Regions from separate parts of the Delphinus delphis genome. Here region 1 is linked to region 2. Evidence: chromatin contacts called from public Hi-C data. All regions are on one chromosome and are shown on one strand. Each heading gives the region's core, a stretch centred on a gene start, on an enhancer-like site or on the middle of the called end of the contact. The rest is flanking DNA. Distances are from core to core; before and after follow the strand shown.

The links. Hi-C and Micro-C count contacts between places; a contact is called where the count stands out from the background.
Region 1: a contact with region 2 is called in a Hi-C map of lung, with 4 times the contacts expected there. The contact joins the promoter of KIDINS220 here to the promoter of MBOAT2 in region 2. A contact is called at or near these places in 2 of 3 Hi-C or Micro-C datasets (lung and muscle).

Annotation. Positions count from the first base shown.
Region 1 is chr12:83,974,428-83,978,437 of mDelDel1.2, reverse strand. KIDINS220 (kinase D interacting substrate 220) reads right to left here and starts at 1,383. Exons shown (of 29, transcript XM_060027143.1): 1 at 1,242-1,383.
Region 2 is chr12:83,845,880-83,849,909 of mDelDel1.2, reverse strand. It overlaps MBOAT2 (membrane bound O-acyltransferase domain containing 2), which reads right to left and starts at 2,032. Exons shown (of 13, transcript XM_060027132.1): 1 at 1,764-2,032. The coding sequence starts at 1,838.

The sequences.
Region 1 (4,010 bases), core at 134-2,633, 130 kb before region 2:
TTTCCTCTGTTTGGTTAGTATCCCCTCCTTCCCCACCACTCCTGCATGCTGAATGTGAGGTACTCGAAAAAACCTGGGTTGGAGAATCCACCCAGTTTGGGGAAGAACAGATCTGCAAATCACTCACACAGAGTGTAAAACAAAGACCCTCATACTTGTGTGCATCAAAGTTACTCAGGAAGCTTGTCAATACACAAATTCCTTGGGCTTCTCCCCCAGAGAATCCTATTCAGTAGACCTGGGGCGCAGAAACTGACATTTTAACAAGCACCCCGAAATGATTCTGATGAAAGTTTCCAGGCTAGCAAAGCTAGAGAACAAAGAACACAACCTTGCCGCTGCATTTCTCACCCTTGGCTCTGCATCAGGTCTCCTAGGGGGCTTTAAAAAACTTTAGATGGCTGATCTTCAGTGCTGTCAAAGTGGAGACGGTGACAGAACGTATCACAGTCACCTATCTGAAGGGGTGATTCCTGAGCCACACCCCAGGCCGGCTGAATGGGAATTCTGAGGGTAAGGCTAAGAAAGCTACATTTTTAACCACTGCCCCCTAGCGGCTAGCAAAGATAGCTCCATAAATAGTTATTAATAAAATATTCTTCATTGGTTTAAACCTTACTATGTGTCAAAACAATTTTAAAGAAAAATAATCCAACGTTACTGGCTGACAAATCGCTTCCCTATAAATAAATCAAGGAAGCGTCGTAATCGATGGCTTGCTGACATTTTGCTGATATAACGGCCTGCACAGGACAATGGAGTAATGGAGCCCAATATGAAAGCAAAGGGAGAAAAACCAACCACCTCCTCCGTGTAAGCCCAAGGAAAGAAACCTCGAACGCCTGCCCTAGCGGTACCAGCTAAGGGGGTTCTCGAGGTGGTGGGTGTGCCTGCGGCTGCTCCGAAAAAATAACCAAAAGACACTTGTTTCACTAGCATCCCCCATCTCACCCCCCCCAAAAGGCTGACCACCTGCGACAGCAAGTCCAAGACCTTCCCGGCGCCCCAGCAAGCGCGGACCCGCCCCGAAAGCCGGACACCGGCCCCCCCGCACCGTGGCCCCGCACCGCCCCCTCCCTCCCCTCCCTCGACCCCGCACACGCACTCGGCCTCGCGGCCCCCTCACCCGGCCACGGCCCCTTCCCCACACCCGGCCTCACCCTTCCTCCGCTCCGTCCTCGCTCTGCCTCGGCCCCCTACACACCCCACCACGGCCCCTCCCTGCCGACCACCACACTGACCGTCTCAGAACCTGGCCCCAGGACGGCTTCCACAGCTCCGGCGGAAAGGGCCCGCTTTGCCGCAGGCGCTGTCAGAAGACTAGAAAGGGAGAGACCGCGGCTTTCAGCGCGTCGCCCTCACCGTAGCCGGCAGCCATTTTTTCCCCCCAGTCTCCGCAAACTGACAGATCACGTGACCCTGGCTGAGGGGCGGGGCTGAGGGTGGCCACGCCCCGTGTCTGTCTGCGGAGCCCGAAGGAGGCGGGGCTGGGTGGGGCTGCCGGCGCCGGCTGGAGCGAAGCGGGGTAGGCGGGCTGGGGCGAGGGAAGCGAGTCACCCAGCCCTGCCTCCCTCGGCACATTCTCTCTGGCCTCCAAATTTTGGCGTATTTTGGCAAGCGCCCCAGGCAATATTTTCTTCATCTTCAGTGTCACTCTTCATATTATGGCGAGTTTCTTATCCCAGTTCACCATTATCATCAAAGCTTATGCAGAGAAATAAACCGCAATTATAACTTCAAACGACTCTGCAAACATATTGCGAAGGGAGGCTAGCTGAAATCCCGTCCTCCTGAACCCAGAACACCTGTGGGATCTAATCTCCCGGCCCAGAGAGCCCACCGCCTCCCCCGCTTCCTCATTCCCCCCTCTGCAGCCCGGCAGACCGTCCTTACCCGGATCTCTGCAGAAGGAACCTCTGACCTGCTGGCGGCCAAATGTGATTGACCACTTTTCCACTCACAGTTTCCCTCGCGACTCCCTCCTGGAAATGTTCCCCTCCCTCGGCTTCTGTGACTCTGATTCTCCTCGTTTTCCTCCCATTTCTCTAGCTGCTCCTCTCAGATTTCACCTCCCTTCAAATTGGTTAATGTTTCCAGAATTCAGCTCAAAGCTGGACTCGTCACCCCACCCCACCCCCGACCTGGTGTGATCCTCCTGTTCTGACACTGTCGGGGGACCTGACTCCTGCCCCCATCCACCGAGGCAGGAATTGGGAAGTCATGCACCTCCTCCTCCGCCCCTGCCTAATGTCATCCAATCAGCCCACACCGCCTGATTGCAGCCGCTTTCATCACCCCTGAGCTGCTTAAAGGCTTCAGAAGCTCCCCACCAGGACTACATATCAAAAGCCCCCAACTACCCTCCCTGCCTCTGCTGGTGCCCCACTAACCGTCTCCCCAGGAGACTGGGGATCATGTCACTTCTTTGATTAAACTCCTCAGCAGCCTTTCATTTCCATAGAACAGATTCCCAAATAGTACTTAACAGGCAAGTCTCCTCTGGAGCTGGCCCCTGCCAGACTTCTTGCCATTGTACTGTCCACCGCTCTCCTCCCATCCTGCCCCCACCCTAGGCTGGCAAGTTCAGTTCCCGGAACATTGGGCCATATGCTCTTTGTCATCTCCATTTTGTTTCCAAAGTGTTGTTCCCTCTCCCCTGGATATTCTGTCCTGCCTCTTGTCCAGATGAGTCCAAAAGATGAATTCTATTTGTCTTTTAAGAGGCAGCCTAAGCAGTCCCCTCTTGTGTAGCTTTCTGCATGACCTCAACCAGGGTTCATCGTCTGTATTCACCTTCTTACTCCACAGTCCTGGGGCACAGCAGGTATTCCAAAAGTATGTGTTAAAGCATATTTAACCGGTTTCCATGTCTTTCCCCAACTATAAGGTTCACTTCTTACTCCACACCAGCTTCCCTCGCCCTGTTTAGAGCAGTGTGTGGCCTTGGAAAGCCTTTAAGGAAGAAAGAGCACCGTTTACGTCTTCGTCACACGCTTTGGGGTGTCCTCTCGTTGTGCACGCGTGCCACACCAACATCTGATGGAGCCGCACGCTGGCCCCTTGTTGGCTTTTTCCATGAGTTGCCGGAGTGATCCATTTCAGATGCTTTTCAATGGTGCCCAAAGTTGGCACATCAAAATCATCTGTAGATCTTTTTAAAAATCAAAACTCGACTCTTGTTGGGGATTTTTAAAATATCTTCCCAGCTGATTCCAACGAAACATCATTCTCAGACGTGGTTCTTGTCCCACTGTGTCCAAATCGGTGATAGCAGATATGAGTATCCCTTTTCAGTGTCAAGCAGGTTTTTGAGGACCTACACAGTATAGCAGGTGGCCTTTTAGTAGCCACTGGTTGTGAAAGCAACATGGGAATTGGAATCTGTGGTTTCACAGGGATCTATGGCCCCAGCGTGGGAGCCAGTGCTCTCGTCATAAGGAACCATCTGAATCATCAGCAAGGCATCTGAAAGGCTTTCTTTTTTGTTCTTGTTATTTTGGGGGTGGGGGGTGTTTTTAAAATATTTTAATGAGTGCATTTCAATATTATTGGTGTCTTTTGTAATCATATTGATTTTATTTTTATCTATTTAAACACATTCTGAGAAGGCAGTTGTAGGTCTTACCTGTCTGCCAAAAAGGACTAGAACACAAAAGTGGTTAAGAATCCCTGGGCAAAAATATTAAAAATGAGATGAGACTTCCTACACTTCCTGACACCTCTGGGTTACCATGTGTGAAAAAGCTGCACTCTCATCCCACAATGGTTAAATTTGTTCCCAGGATTCCTAGTACTGGGGAAAATCTGGATTACTCTTCTTCCAAGAAAGTTGTCTCTAGAGAAAGTTGTGTCTACGTTAAACCTTGTCTCTGAGTTTCTTGACCTTCTGAGCTACTCTCCGAGAGATTTGCTCTTCCCCTGGGATGTTGACGGGCTTTCTGGATGAGCTTGGGGACACAAGGGAAAATGTGGATTACATATCAGAGATTGGGCCCTGCAAGATCTCACTG
Region 2 (4,030 bases), core at 783-3,282:
TGCTGAGATTTTTAAATGAGTTTATTATATTAAATCACTTTTAAAGTCACAGGCATTATATAAATTAGAAGCCATGAGCGCAGTAGAGAAAATATTTCATCGTGATAGGGAGAGAGAAAATGAAACAGAGAGGAAGAGGGAGAAAGAGAGCATAATCCTGTTCCCTAAGATAAGTGAAAAGCTATAGGCCTATCTCTCTTGCTCTCATTGGCAAAACAATTTTTAAACAGATACCTACCCTGCATTTGCTGATACCTTGGCAGCAACCTACTTAAGTCAAGGAGGGTTGTAATACACTAAAAGGCCATACACTGTGCTTCACTTCAGAAAAGTGAGAATTCTCCACAGGGCTGAGAAGACGAAAAACCGTAAGTTCTGATCAGTTTACTAGTAAACAGAGAAGACTACTTTCTTATAGTATGCGATTAATTTCACTAGTGGCACTTGAATCTATTAGCAAGATTCACATTATAACTGTAGTTCAAGATGTATGGGGGATAGGTATTTACTAAGAACCAACAGCTATTACTGAACTATAAGTAAGGAATTCAGATCTGAACAGAGGTAGAATTTTTTTATACTCATTGAACATACTTCTATTTAACTTTTTAAAACACTGAAGCACAAAGCACTTAGTGTCATAACGTTAGACACAGGGGTCATTTCCCACCTTGCTGCTATGAAACGGAGTCTGGACACAGAGGAATCCAGTATTATAAATGAAATCCCTGATGACATCAATGACAGCAACACATTCGGGCGGACAGTGAACCCGGATCCCTTGGAAAGTGCAAACACTTCTAGATCAAGTCCACTTGAAATAATTTTAAGCAAAATTTTCAGTGAACTACCTCTAGCCTGGGGCTAAAGCAATTATCTCTGCCCCACCAACTACCCTAAATGTCACTCTGACAAATACTCCCAAACTTTCTTTTCTGAATAAAAATGGCGCTGCTTTTCCCACACAATCCTGTTTATATCTCAGTAACCCTTAGGCCCTTCATGCAAACTCAAAGTGAGGAATTAGATGTCACTCTTCCCTACACTGTGTCAAATGCTTTTTGGGGGGGGGGCGGGGGAAGAGGTGTTTCCATCTACAAGGTTGCCACTTTCTCCGCTAGACACCCTGGGATCATTAACTCAGTTTGCCTTTTCTTCCTAACCCCTGCCTGCCTTGCCCCAAACTGTTGCCTCTCTCTCTTGAATACGCCGCACTTCCACGCAAACTGTCCCAAAGAGCCGGTCGCCGACCCCGGAGCTGGCCTCCTCCACGCCACACACGTCGTGTCCAGCGCACCGTCCACCTAGGCACGTCCATCCTTTCCCCGTGGAGTATCGGGTGCCACGCGCGCAGGGCACAGACACCCCGGCTCCCCCAAAGCACAGCCTTTCCACGCACTGTCTACACCCGTGCCCACACGCACTGGAAGCGGCTTCAGGACTCCGATCGCCGACTACGCGGTGCACGCACGCCCCGGGTCGGGCGCTGCTGTGGCAGGGAGCAGGGCCAAGCATGCACGCGCGCACGTCGGTGCCCGGAGCCCCCGCGGGCTGCCCGGGCGGGGTGGGGGCTGGGTGGGCAGCTGGGGGCGGGGGGACAGCGGGCGCCAGGCAGCGAGCGGACAATAACAAGCGGGTCGCCTCCTCCTTTCGCCCCCGCCCCAGCCCGCGCCCCGGGTCCCGGGTCCCGGCTTCCGCGCGGATGGCACACGGCCGCGGAGGGGGCGGCGAGGGCGCGGTGCCAGCGGGGCCGCCTCGGGTACCTGGTCGATGGGCAGCTGCACGGCGTTGCTGAGGGGCTGCAGAAGGGTGGAGCCCGTGGTGCTGGTGGTGGCCATGGCCTGCCTGGCGCTCCGGCCGCCCGCGCCGCTCGCCCGCGACTGAGCCGGGCGACGCCGAGGACGGGGAAGCGACCGGCGCGCCTGCCCCCTGGCCGCCCGCGGTCGGAGCGCGCGGGGCGGGGCCGGGGAGGGGCCGGGGGCGGTGACCCGCTCGGCCCTCCTTCCGCGCCCCCACGCCCCCACCGCGCCCCCGCGCCCCCGCGTCCCCGCGTCCCGCGTCCCCGCCCGCACCCCCGACCGCCCGCGCCCGCCCCGCCCCCTGACTTCCAGCAGCTTCCAACCGCCCCCTCCCCACCTCGCGCGCCCTCGCGCCAGACAGCCCCGCGGCCCAATCGCGGAGCGGCGCCCCGACGCCCGCAGCCAATCAGAAGGCGCAGGCAGCGCCCCGCCTCCATCCCAGGCCCCGGCCCGGGGGACTAGGGGCTGTCTGGCCACAGTGGGCGGGCGGCTCGCGGGGATCGCTCTTCGGTGCCAGCGGGGGGGGGATCTCCGCCTCCTCATCCCCTTATTCCTCCTCCCTGCCCGAGGTCGGCGGCCAGCCCACCTCTCTCTAGAAGGAGCGGTGGACGACAAAGGGGAACGGGTTGGCTGCCAGACGAACGGGCGACGTGCGGGGCGCCGTCGAGCCAACGCTGGGGGAAATTGGGAACAAAGCTGGGGGCCGGGAGGAGGAGGGCAACAAACCAAAAAAGTGACCTAGATAAGAAGTCCCTTTGTCTAAAGGATTGCTGTGGAAAAGCGCAAACTTGAGTTCAGTTCCGGCTGTGTGTGCCTTTCGGTCACCCTCAAGCCCACCTGGGCCTGGCGGGCTGCGACCGGTCCAGTTCGACGCCGCGATGGCGCCCGCCCCAGGGAGGGAGGCAGTTCTCACCTGTGCCTGCGGCGCGCGCGCGCGCGCGTGTGTGTGTGTGTGTGTGTGTGTGTGTGTGTGTGTGTCCTTAACTGCCCGGCCTCTGCCGTCTTCCTCAGAACGAAGGCTCTTTCAGCAACTCGTCACCCCTGAGTCGCCAGCTCCCCCAGACTCTTCCATTGTGCTGTTTCCACGTACCTTCGGTGTGAGGTGGTGTGTGTGTTATGTGTATGTCACATCTATTTGTCGAAACCCCGTGAAAATAAGCCATTTGAGTTCCTTGAAAATGCAAGCGTCGACTTTGTGGAGAAGATTTCAGACGAGGAGGAACGCTGGAGGAGAGTATCAGAAGAGCTCAAAATCCAAGGAGTTAAGCGTGTGAAATTTTTGGTGGAAATAACTAATGGTTAATGAGAGTTCAGCCGCATGCTTTAATGGCTGCGTTAGAAGTGTAATAAATCATTTAATCCCCACACCAACCACATGAGGGTGGTACTGTTACCACCCTCAACCAAAGAAACTGAGTCACAGAGAAGTAACTTGCCCAAGAGAGCACAGCTAATAATAAATAGAGACAGGACTGGGATCCAAGATATGTGCCTTCAGAGTTTTTCTTAATTGCTAGGCCCTCTTCTTCCTCACACTTAAACCCAGTCCAGAAATTTTCATCAGCTGTCAGGTGTGCCATTTACTTGATAACTACTGTAGAGTCTTGGGTGATGAGACAGCACAGATTTATATACATGAGCTTCAGTAAATCACTCTCCTGGAACTCAGTTATCTCTCTGAAAAGGAGGTGGTTGAACTAATTGGTTCAATTCCTTCCTGCCCAACTTTCTTTGCTTGGTTAACATAATCCTAACAACCAAGCTGAATGAGGGATAGAAGGAAGAATCAAAAAGCCTGGACCTTGGACTTCCCTGCTGGCGCAGTGGTTGAGAGTCCGCCTGCCAATACAGGGAACGCGGGCTCGTGCCCCGGTCCGGGAAGATCCCACATGCCGCGGAGCGGCTGGGCCCGTGAGCCATGGCCGCTGAGCCTGCGCGTCCGGAGCCTGTGCTCCGCAACGGGAGAGGCCACAACAGTAAGAAGGCCACGTACCGCACAAAAAAAAAAAAAAAAAAGCACCTTCATTCTTCTTGGAGTAGTGATTCAGAGGGAGTTGTAATCAATTAGAGGCCAAACCTGCTCAATGGGCTGCTGATTCAAACATATTATCCCCCAAATCTGGAGCCCTCTATTAATCTCAGAAAAATTTTTCTTTCCTTTCCTCCACTTTGGAGAAGTGTAGAGAAAGCATACAGGTGGCTGAGCAAAACACTTAAAAAGTGGGTGTTGG